Linked DNA regions of Hordeum vulgare: region 1 is linked to region 2. Evidence: chromatin contacts called from public Hi-C data. All regions are on one chromosome and are shown on one strand. Each heading gives the region's core, a stretch centred on a gene start, on an enhancer-like site or on the middle of the called end of the contact. The rest is flanking DNA. Distances are from core to core; before and after follow the strand shown.

Region 1 (6,133 bases), core at 2,499-4,998, 110 kb after region 2:
GAAAACCACTGCCACGCGTAGAAGTATCAAGGACCAGAGCGATATATTCATCCTCGTAACCATAGTCCAAATATATAAGATATACTCCTAATGTGGGTTATATTAAAAGATAGGTGTGCAGCATGCCAAGTAACTCTGAAATTTGAACATAGCTTAATTATTATTGATCAACTGATTGGTGCCCCGTTATTATTGACCTAATTACGGGTTTTTTTTGTGATTTGATGCATGTGTCTCTTTCGTTGGAGCTTTTTTTTTATTGATTTGTCCGTTTAGAGAGTGACTTCATTGGCAATTACTTTTGTGTGTATGTGTTTACTTTGTTAATGCGGTTTATGTCTTTGCAAAAGAAATTTGAAAATATATGTATATGGTATATAATCATAGTCATAACTAGTAAGTAAGTGCTTCTAAATATGACTCCAAATGCATTAATTCGATGTCACGTGGATCACATAGTTTTGTTGCCATACCGAAACTATTGTCATCCCAATGGTGTGCTGTTGTATGCCAAGATCAACCGCAACGGACCAATGGCGCAGTTCAACTGTTGGAATTATTGGTTAAACACATGAACAAGATGTAGTACCTAGCGAGGGAGAGAGAGGCACATTATTGTTGGAATTAATTGGGCCACAAGATAGACATGCAAGACGTTAGACGGGGCGTACGTACGTTTGAGTATGGCACACGACATGGGAAGCTAGCCAGCATCACTGTAGCCCATTCAAGCGAGAGCATCCAAATCCAGCTGGCTAATACAGTGGAGCACTGTACGTAGCAGCTGCTTATAATTTAACAACGCACGTAACAGTAAACCCCGAACGAACAAAACATGCATACCACACTATCTAGGCTAGTTCTGACCGCGCTGCGTGCCACGTGGTTTGATTGGTTGGTGCATGTCGAAAACGAAAACGTTTACCTGTGTACCGTAGTTGGTTAATTAAAGTTAAATCACTTGGCTCTGATTTGTCTCCAACATATTGTGTCGTTATCTCTGAGCAGCTGGCTAGGTAGGAGTAGCTACTACTACTATAGTCGATATGGTTAATTAGTTAAGTGGTCATGGCCACTCTTACGTTCTCATGGAGGGAGATTTTTTTTATTTATTTTTTTGCGCAGACTCATGGAGGGAGAATTAATGGTGTGTGATTTAGAAGCATCACATCGAACCCACACGTGTGGTGCGTGCCCCATCCCCCATTGGCCATTGATGGCCGGATTACATGCATGCATGGCTGGTGATCGGTGACCCATCAGCTGACCGATGCATGCGTGCCAACCTAAGTTTGGCCCTGCTCTAAGCCTAAGCTAGTAGGAGTTCTCACTCACCTTCCTCTTGCTTGCAAAAAAATCAACAAGGAGCACCCACCTATTGCACAAAGAAAAAAAGTTAAATCAAATCGCACTTACTACGGAAACGGGCCGGGCAAACGGCGAGAGCGCCGTCGGTTGCGCGGCCCACGGCCCCGCTTCCCTCCCCGGGGCAAAAAGACGGGGGCGCCCGCAGCAGACGGCGCGGGAGCGGAGACACCCCAGCAGGCTCACATGGCGAACCCCTCGCCGTCTACCCGAGCGGTTCCCCGGCCCCACCCGCCCGTGAGACGGGCTACGCATGATTGCGTCGGGTTCGTGCGCGCCCCCTTTTTTGCCGTGCCGCGTTTCTTTTTTTCCCAGCGGAAAATCAGCGGACGTGTCGCACGCGCAGCACTTGCACGTACTCGCCAAGCTCGATTACCTCAGAGAGACAAGCTTCCAAGGTCGATGATTTTGGTGATGAGGTTGTCACGCTTGTGACTTGTCACGGTCTCAAATGGACCAAATATCTTATGGTTGGCAAATTGTACTGCTTTTGTGCGGGTCAGGGTTTTTTTCCCGCCTCCTTCTGTATGGACCTGCCTGCTGCTACGGTTTACGTTGTTTTCTGAATAGAAACCCTTCTTTATCCCGTCATAAAAAAAAAAAAGGCCAAAAAATGCCCCGCGCCAGACGCAGCTACGGGCGGAATGAAGAGCGAGAGAGGAGCATACGGAAAGGAAAAGAGGATATCTATATACATACAAAGACAGTAGAACCCCGCAAAAAAAGAAAAAACATCGATGAAGGTGAGTGGCAGGCACGTGGGACCGGCCCCGACAGGCGGACCCACCATCCCTGGCGAGCGATCGCGCGTGGTGGTCCCGGCCGGCGGTCATTCTCGCGCGTGGGGGTCACGGTCGCAACAGCGCATGCGGTCTCTTGGCCTCCAGCTAGCCTAGCAACACCAAAGCCCCACGTGACCCCACCTTTTCCTATTTCCCGCTGCCTTCTTTTTTTCCTTTTTCTTTTATTATCGTGGTTTCGTTTCGGTGGTCGACCAGCAAACCGAGCTGCACTAATACGCGCTTAATTGTTACTTTGCCTTTTGCTTTGTTAAGATTTCGGTCGATGATAATTGTTTTCAACGCGTTTAAATTTTGCTAAAAAAAATTATGCTTTTCTAGAGACTGGTAAAGCAACTTTCTGATTTTGCCCACATATTGCAGGCCAAAATTTAGCATGAAAGCAGAGCCCGTTCTACGAACCTATGCCCTCGCGTATCATTGCTCCTCAAAACCCTCTCGAGTTAAATCCATGTGGCCTCGCTCATTCATGGAATTCGTTAAAAAAAAATGTACCTAATAAGTTGCGATAACCATGAAACTTTTCGTGAGAGAGGGTCAAGCGGGCAAGTGAAACCCTAGCTGCCACCCCCACCTATACTCTTCCTTTTGTCGTCCCTAGGGTGTGTCGTCAACGACGCGAGGATGTTGCTACGCCTGTTATGGAGAAGTTGTTCGGTGGATGTGGGTTTGCGATGAAGATGAGCGATTATGGTGCAATCTATGGGAGGTCACGCTTGATGGCGGTGCTGGTGATCCAGCGTGATGATCTTCAGTGCCGGACCGACCTGGCTCAGACATCGAAGAAGATGGTGTCGAGGCATGGTCTTGGACGGTGGCAATCTCCACATCAGGCCCCCATCCGGCGTGTAACGGCATGGGCGATTCATCTCAAGTTTTCTTTACGAAGTTTTCATGTCTGGTTTGGGCCGACGATGCCGTTGCATTTGCCCAACGTAAAAATATTGCCCTTCCCACACTTGTCCCGTTTCATTGATGTGCTTATGGCGGGTGTGTGATGTAGATATTGATAATCTAGTCCTTTTTTGTAATCTAGTTATTTTTAATTAGTTTTTTCGTATGTGTTATACCTTATTTGTCTAATCAGCTATTTTCTTAGTTTATATATATTCTTCACCGCAAATTATGTAAAAAAATAACACAATAAAGTGTTAATATACATGCGCATACGAACAAACACATGCAAATCCTATCTTTATGAGCTCTTCTAAGAGACTGAGCCGACATATGTTCTTGAGATTTACGAAGTCATCATAGGCACCTCGTCCTTGACGAAGACGTCTCCTCTGAGTGAAAGCACATCGTCGAAAATACTGAAATAAATTCAGAAATAAATGTGAACATCAGGACTTAAATTCTGATGGACTAGAAATATTACAGTCCCTCTAACCATGCCACGAAACATAGTTTGGTCAGATTATAAAATAAGTTGGCATATAATATTTCATTACTAGCAAACCGAGTGTAGGCGCCTAAACAAATGAATATAGCTCTAGAAAAAAAAAAGTAAAAAATATTAGCAGAGGGGCAAGGCGCAAAAGAGGCTGGCCATGCATTATCATGGCCCTATTATTCTACACGGCCACACCAACACCCTCACTGCCATTATTATTTCTGCCTGCCCCCCTCCCTCCTCTGCCTCTTTGTCTATTTCCATCTGCATTTGCATCGCTCGCCTCTCAAAACAGCCAAACCGAACCCCAAAAGCTCGCCGGGAAACGCAGAGAAAGGAACCGAAGCAAACCCAGCAGCAGAAGGGAGGGGCTGAGCCAGGCAGCTAGCAATGGCGGCGGACCTGGGCTTCGAGGCGACCGAGCTGCGGCTCGGCCTGCCCGGCGGCGGCGAGGGGGAGGCCAGGAGCTCCTCCGGCAAGAGGGGCTTCGCCGAGACCATCGACCTGAAGCTGAAGCTGGAGCCGGCCGGCGAGGAGGCGCCGGCGGCGGAGGACCGGTCCGACGTGGCCGTGGTCGCCGCGGCGGCGGCGGAGGAGGAGCACGAGAAGGCGGCGGCGGACGCCTGCGTGGGGAAGATGAAGAGGTCGCCCAGCCAGAGCAGCGTCGTCACCACCGCCGCGCTCCCCGACCCCGCCGAGAAGCCGCGCGCGCCCAAGTACGTGCATCCCCATCCCCATCTCCATCTCCATCTCTCACCTCTAGACTCTAGTCCGCTCTGCATGCTCACGCATGCAGCTCAGCTCCCGTCTTCTTCGCGTAAGCTCTCTTCGTAACGCAAGCTTTCTTCAGAAAACAAAACACAAAACACCATCAAAAACATCTTGATTAACGGGTAGTTGATGGCATGGATCACTGATCTACGAGTAGCTTGTACTACTAGTCCACGCATGTTCAGTCACGGTTGGTCAGTCAAGGCAAGGCCGGGCCGGTGATCATCATTCAGATCGAGCACCGATCATGGACGAGAAACAGAGACGAGATGATGATGGATGGGTGAGATCTACGGAGAGATTCATCCGTCCATCTGCACTTCTAGCACAGGCAGAGAGACAGCAGCATGTTACGTGTGGGGCAGTGGGGGACAGTGCCTAGTGCCGACACGATAAAAGAAACCCACGCACACTGCACTGCTGCCCTGCCCCTCGCGGACGCACGGTTTACTTTTTTTGTCCACTCGTCGCCATCATCCCCATATCACTCGTATCCTGTCCTCACGCTACTACTCCTACACAATGGCATGGCATGGCATGGCATGGAGAAAGATAATAAGATTGTAATGTTATTGCCCATACTGCCCCTCCCGGCCATGGCATGAACATGGAGATATGGCATGGCCCCACCCTTGTTGTTGGGCTCGGCGTTCTAGATCTATCTGCCCCCCTTGTCTTGATCCCCTCCCTCTTGTACAAATCAAGCTGGAGCTTATTGCATTCCATATATATTCTGTAGCACTTTAGTAGATTGTGGGAGTATGAAGAAAAAAGGCAGGTAAAAAGTAACCAACATGTAATGCTGTAGTTTTTGTTCATGCTGAGTAAACAGTTGAAAATGTGCTGTGGGGATGTATGTGCATATATGTGCCATGTGTGGGTAGCAAAAACGAGAGGGCAAAGGTTGCATGCATGTCATGAGTTACCACAGAAGTTTTCATTTGAAGAGAAGCGGAAACAAAATGGATCTGGATTTATATATATCTGCACCTCTTGGATCATGAAAGAACTCATGCATGTATGTATGTATGTTAGTTAGTTTAACATAACATTTTAAAACTAACCAAATCGTTTGTGTGGTTAATTTTCTCCAGGGCGCAGGTGGTGGGGTGGCCTCCGGTCCGGTCGTTCCGGAAGAACATCCTGGCGGAGAAGTCGTCGCCGGCGGCTGCGGCGTTCGTCAAGGTGAGCATGGACGGCGCGCCTTACCTGCGCAAGGTGGACCTCAGCATGTACAAGACCTACCAGGACCTCTCCAAGGCCCTCGAGAAGATGTTCAGCTCCTTCACCATCGGTATGCATGCCATGCATCTTCTCTACTACATATCTCTACCATAATACTACTAGCTAGATCAGCCGTAACATTTCTGTTTATAACTAGGCCACCAAGATATAGTATGCATATATTTCTACCCTACTCGGCATGTTTGGAACACCGATATTTCTACCCTACACTTTATATATATTTCTACCCTAGTCCCAATTATTCATAACAAGATTGCTGTCTATCTAGTTTATTTTTCTATATCTATCTAGCTGTAGTGTTCCTGAACTTTTATACACAAGGAAGATCATAACATATTTATAAAGTCACTGGCTATATATAGTACATGCATGCATGACTTGCATACATGATTGCACTTCCATTTGCATGTGTGGTGGTGGTCACCATGTGGTTTTGCCAGGGGTGCATGATTTGCATCGATCCTATTCCTTGGTAGGTGTCTTCCCTGTCTGTGGCATAATGTCCTTGTCTCTCTACCATATGTACGTACACACAGCTAGCTACCTCATTATCATGCAT
Region 2 (5,810 bases), core at 2,902-5,401:
GGTTTCCTACTCCAAGCCAAAAGACCAAATGGAGGCAAGAAAGATGCAAAAGAAAAGAAGAAGAGGAAAGGAGATGATGAGGTAAAAAAATGCTATGCAAGCTATTGTGAACGCAAGGAAGAAAGCGAACGAGGTGAGGAAGATGGAAAGGAACCAGGATGTTGCGGCCGAGGAGAGGAGGTTGGTGGCCGAGGGCGGCCCAGGAGAGGGAGGTGGCATTTGAGGAGAAGAAATTGGCCATGGAGGAGAGAACTAGATTGTTGGAATGGGAGAAGTACTTGATCTTCATGGACACATCTACCCTCGATGAGAAGCAAAAGGAGTACATCAATATTGCCAGTGAAGAAGTCTTGATCCAAAAAAGAGCCATGATGGGTGGCATGGGCGGCATGGCTACCATGAAAGGCATGGGTAGCTTCGGAGCTACAATGGGCGGCATGGGAGGCATGGGTGGCTTTGGAGCTACAATGGGGGCATGGAAGGCATGGGTGGCTTGGGAGCTACCATGAGGGGCATGGGAGGCATCAGTTTTGCGTCTCTGATGGGAGGCATGGGAGCACCTCCGGGTGACATGGGTGGACGCATGTCTTTTGGTGTGTGTCACACACCTTCGCATGATGCCCTTGAAGATCATGCGAACACATTCCGAGCTCCCCATGATGATGTGACGCGCGACGATGAAGAAGAGGAGGAAGAAACGTCTTCGAAGGAGGAAGTGGAATCGAAGGAAGGGGGGACGAAGATGAGGAGGATGCGGCATGATTGTTGATGTGTCATTTGTTTGTGTGGAATTTTATGTCACGGACTTGGATGGGTGATTTTGAACTTGCTTCGATGATGATGTGATGTAGCATGATTTCGAACTCTTATGTCATGATGAACTTGGTTGGGTGATTTTAAACTATGCTGTGTTTTTTTATGTTTAAAATATGTTCATATTATAAAAAATGAACATATTGCAAGCGTCGAATGCTCGCGTGCGTTGTATTTTAGCGTGCCTGTTGAAGCGGCTCGCGCGTGCTATTTTTTACGACGTCCACTTGAGCCGGCGCTCTCCGCTGCGCTAAAATCCTCTTTTTCGACGCGTCAAACTTTTATGTCATGACACCGGTCGGCCTCGACATCAACATCTGGCCTACCGTTGCCCTCGCCATTGTCTGGAAGTTGTGGGACTCCAGAAACGCTCAGGTCTTTCGTAACGAGCTACACACACCTCAAATTACTTTTCGGAACATCGTTTCGGACTTTACGCTTTTGGTTCTTAGATTTAAGGACTCTGTTAGTAGGGAGGCTGCCATGTCTTGACGGCTATACCTCTCCTCTCGTTGTAATTTATGATGTAACCTGCCTTCGGGCCTTTGAGTAATATATTCAGGTGGGGACTCTTTTCCCGTGATTGTTAAAAAAACCTTTTTTTTAAAACGCGAAGACATGCATGTGATACTTTACCGCCAAGACATGCATGTATGTGAAAATCGATGCAGGATAAATTAATTAGTTCGAGACTAAAGTGTTCTCGCCTGTCAAATGAACCACGCACACGTATGTACGCATGCAGGGAGCAAGCCGTACATTCGCAGATCGCGAGCAAGTGCTAGGTGCGATGTACCTTGTTGCGGGCTGCATTGCATGCGTGTCGCACGAACACATGCGTGGATCGCGCGGATTTCTTGCATGGCATGCCATGGGCCGGGGTAACACACATGCAAACTAAGTAAACATACTCCTATATTAGTAGTACAGGATTGTAGAGTAGTAGTCCTGTCCAGAACTCCGGTCATTCCAAATCACGTAAATTGGCACGCGTACTCGATTCAGTACCGCACTCCGCACGTCTGGTATTCATCGTACCTGGCTTTGGCTACTCAGATCTGTAAGGCAGGCAGCTAGTACTTAATGATTAGTTAATTAAGTCAACATGCATTCACGTGGCGGAACGTAATGTACGTACATCCATCCGTACAAGTACTACAGCTGTCTAGCTAGGGAATTGACGAGAGGCCGAGCTGATTCGATAATACACGGCGCGCAGGCCGAACCGTTTCAGGTGGACGCACCGCGTTCGTCCGATCTAAACGGATCGCGCGCGTCCCCTCCCCCCGCGCAGGTCACCGTCGCCCCCCTATCCCCGCGCAGGCATCGTCGTCATGTGCTCCCCCCCCCCCCCCCCGCGCAGGTTGCCGTCGCCTCCTCCCCCCGCGCAGGCGCCGCCACCGTGTGCTTCTCCTCTGCGCAAGTCGCCGTCGCCCCTCCCCGCGCGCAGGCGCCGCCGTCGCGTGCTTCTCCTCTGTGCATGTCGCCGTCGCCCCCTCCCCCGCAGGCACCGCCGCACGTCCTCGTATCCTTCGCTGGCGCTGCTGCAAAACCACCATCGTCGGTGCTCGGGCCGAGCCACACGGGAGATGACATGGCTGCCTCCTGCCATGGACTGATCTGTGTGTATGCATGTATTAAAAAAAAGCTACAAGCGGTGTGCAAAAAGCTTCAAACGGCATAAAAAAAAGCTTCAACCGTTGATAAAAGAAGTTACAACCACATCCATGAGAGTCGCAACAAAACTTCACCGGAGTTTTGTAGGCGGAGTTGCAACCATGATGAAAAAATGTTGCAACCATTATACAAATTTGATACATCAGTCATTCTTTTTTGTTGCAACCGTGTTGTTTTTTTTCTACAACCGTTGACATGAGCGAGTTGCAACCATGATGAAAAATGTTGCAATCATTATACAAATTTGCTACATCAGTCATTTTTTGTTGTTGCAACCGTATTGTGTTTTTGCTACAACCGTTGACATGGGCGAGTTGCAACCATGATGGGAAATGCTGCAACCATTATACATTTTTGCTACATTTGTCATTCTGTTTTGTTGCAACCGTATTGTTGTTTACAAGGGGTTGCAACCATGAGCGCACGCTGCTACATCCATGGAGGTTAGAAACGCACAGAAAGGCGACATAGGTGAGGGCGGCGACCGGCGGTGACCGACGGTGGAGGGCGGCCAGCGGTGAGGAGGTGAGGCGAGGCGGTCGGCACGTGCTGGGGCGTCGGCACGGGCTAGGCGTGTGCGGGGACTGTGGCGCGTGCGAGGATGGCCGGGCAGTGGGGGCGCGCGAGACCAGATCTGACGGCAGGGGACCCTAATCTAACGGCTGCTGCGCGACCGGCGCGAGCCCTCGGGCCGGCGCGACGACGCCTAGCACTGCCCATTCGATAATAACCTAGTACTCCCTTCGTCCGAAAATATTTATCTGAAAAATAAATGTATCTAGATGTATTTTTATTTTTATTTATGTTTATGATTAGTAATATTGGACGAAGTAAATACTATATACGTTGTGAGTCTGAAAAAGGAATTATTCTGCATGAAAAGTTCAATCAGCGACAGTGCTTCATATATAGAGGTCGGTATTTTTTTCCAACGGAACTACATTTTCACACTTCAAAAAAATCTGACAAAAGTATACATATAGACATATGTTTGTGCTTCCTCAAAATAATTGTAGGTAAAAAGAACTAGCCTAGTTATCTTCAATTATAGTTATTTAGATAAGAAAAAGTAGTATACATGTGTAAAATTTCATAAACATATATGTTAATATGTGTTGTATACAAAAAAGACAAATACATGGAGTCAAATATGCCTTTTCCTTTTTGTTTTTGGGCTGATATTTGTCTTTTTTTTGGTAGCATGCAAATAGTCAAGTTAGTCGATGAAATTCTATACATATTTGAAGAACATGCATGTGCATCTATGTAAAAAAGATTTGACACTTTTGAAAACTTTTAAATATATTTTATTTTATTTTATTCAAAACGGGCTCCATGGAGCCCGGCCTCTACAACGTCATTACTCTCATTCTGCATGCCTAGCTAGCTTGCCCAAGGTTAATCAGCTGGGTTCGGTTTGGTGTGACAAAACCTACAGTACGATTTTATCAGATTTGCGGGGGCCGTACATGGCATGAACTCGAGCTGGCACGAAAGGTACATGTGTCGACCGGGTCGATGGATCGAACAAGTGTCAGATCTCGTTTTGCTCCAGAGAAAATGGGCGGTTCATGGGCGGCCAGAGAAACCCATGCACGCATGCATGAATGCGTCTGCGTGCCTTGGCTGCTTCTGTAATAAGTCAGCGGACAGAGTGGCGCTATAGCTTCACCGAGAGAGACGGCGGCCGTTGATCCGTGGCAGATCAGGTGCATGCATATACATGTATGTATGTACTTCCTCCGTTCCTAAATATAAGATCCTTGTAGAGATTGCACTATGAACTACATACGGATGTATATAGACATATTTTAAAGTGTAGATTCACTCATTTTGCTTCGTATGTAGTCTATAGTGAAATCTCTACAAGGTCTTATATTTAGGAACGGAGGGAGTAGTACACATGCCCTGTTTGGTCCAACCCTCACCTCATTATAAAACTGAATATCATTTTCAGGAAACGGAAACTTTAACAATAATAATAGTGTTACTGTGAGCTCAAAAAAAAGCTTTTTAAAATGAGCTCAAAAATAATATTGTTACTGTGGAGATGCATATAACCCTCTACAATCTACATATGTTGATAGACAAAAGTGGCGACGGGCCATAGGACGCATGTAACAAAAACGAAGTTGTCAGACCATAGGACCCATGGAAATCAAGGTGTTTCTGTGGTTGAGGATAAAAAATGGCATAAGTGAATGGACTGGACTGGTCATGAGACAATTAACCTTATGTCACTACCTCACCACTTAGGCCTACAGTTGTTATCTTTACCTTATGTCACTACCTCACCACTTAGGCAATCTTGCAAACAAACCAGTGGCAAGGAAGTATTGAAGAGGGCATCATGTTGATCAAGCAAAGCAAGTGATGGTGGATATCTACAACGGGGCTCAAGGATGGGAGGCAACAGTACGCAGACTCATGGTTAGCTATTGCATTCGGATTAGTCGGTTTATATGGTTTCTCGGTTTGTACGATATTGATACTTTTGTGAATACCATATAAAATTAAAATATGGTTCCGTTTTAAAATATATCAAATTATTTTGTTATGGTTTTGGTATATATACCATAATAACCAAAGGTGGCATGAATTTGAAAATGACATAATGACATTTTATAAATTTATAACTCAAAATACATACTTCTTTATACAAGCAATATTTAAGTATATAATCATGAATTGATGCTTGTTCATGCATGCAAATATGCAATATATAATTTGCTTTGTTTGTGGGCATACTTAGCATTTTTTGAGAGAAAAATGGCTACATTACAAGAAAAATGGAGGTGCGTAGCAGGGTACCTGGCTCCTCTACAAAATATATCACAAGATCTTTTTGGTTGTAGCATGGTTGTTCGCTTAAGAAATGTAAATGTATTTTTTTACTTCAGACTTTTGGTATATACCAAAAAATGGAATTCAAACGGTAAGAAAATTTCATGCCATACCGAGAAAATAGTTCGCTTCGGTTGATTTTCATATGGTTTTCCGGTTCGGTTTTAAAATACACAGAGTGACTCATAGTAGGGTGATGATATTTTTTTACTAAATGAGATTGGTTTTTCCCCAGCCCCAACTTTATTAAGCCAAGGCAAGAAACCAAGCATCCAACATTTTACGGCTCTCGGCACAAACCAAAACTAGCTACAGCGAAATAAGGGTTTAACACAAGTTCACCCTGGGGTACAGCCATACAGGAGATACTCGATAGAATTACATTTTTAGAGCACAAAATATTGTATCGAGACTCCCAGCTTAGCCACTAGGCCAATCGATCCTAAGCAACTCCCCGCGTCGATGATCTAGTAGCC

Evidence for each region. A called contact is a pair of places that touch in the nucleus more often than the background predicts.
Region 1: a contact with region 2 is called in a Hi-C map of leaf, with 2.3 times the contacts expected there. The contact joins the promoter of LOC123395806 here to the enhancer-like site in region 2. A contact is called at or near these places in 3 of 6 Hi-C or Micro-C datasets (leaf and seedling).

What each region holds. Positions count from the first base shown.
Region 1 is chr5H:44,639,643-44,645,775 of MorexV3_pseudomolecules_assembly, forward strand. It overlaps LOC123395806 (auxin-responsive protein IAA30-like), which reads left to right and starts at 3,749. Exons shown (of 5, transcript XM_045090839.1): 1 at 3,749-4,274; 2 at 5,424-5,623. The coding sequence starts at 3,949.
Region 2 is chr5H:44,531,445-44,537,254 of MorexV3_pseudomolecules_assembly, forward strand. No RefSeq gene overlaps it. Among protein-coding and RNA genes, the nearest start is that of LOC123395806, 110 kb to the right of the region's middle. Within about 2 kb of position 4,152, at least 3 of the 3 cell types and tissues checked have open chromatin away from gene starts, as enhancers often do. A contact at or near this core is called in leaf and seedling, where this site is marked.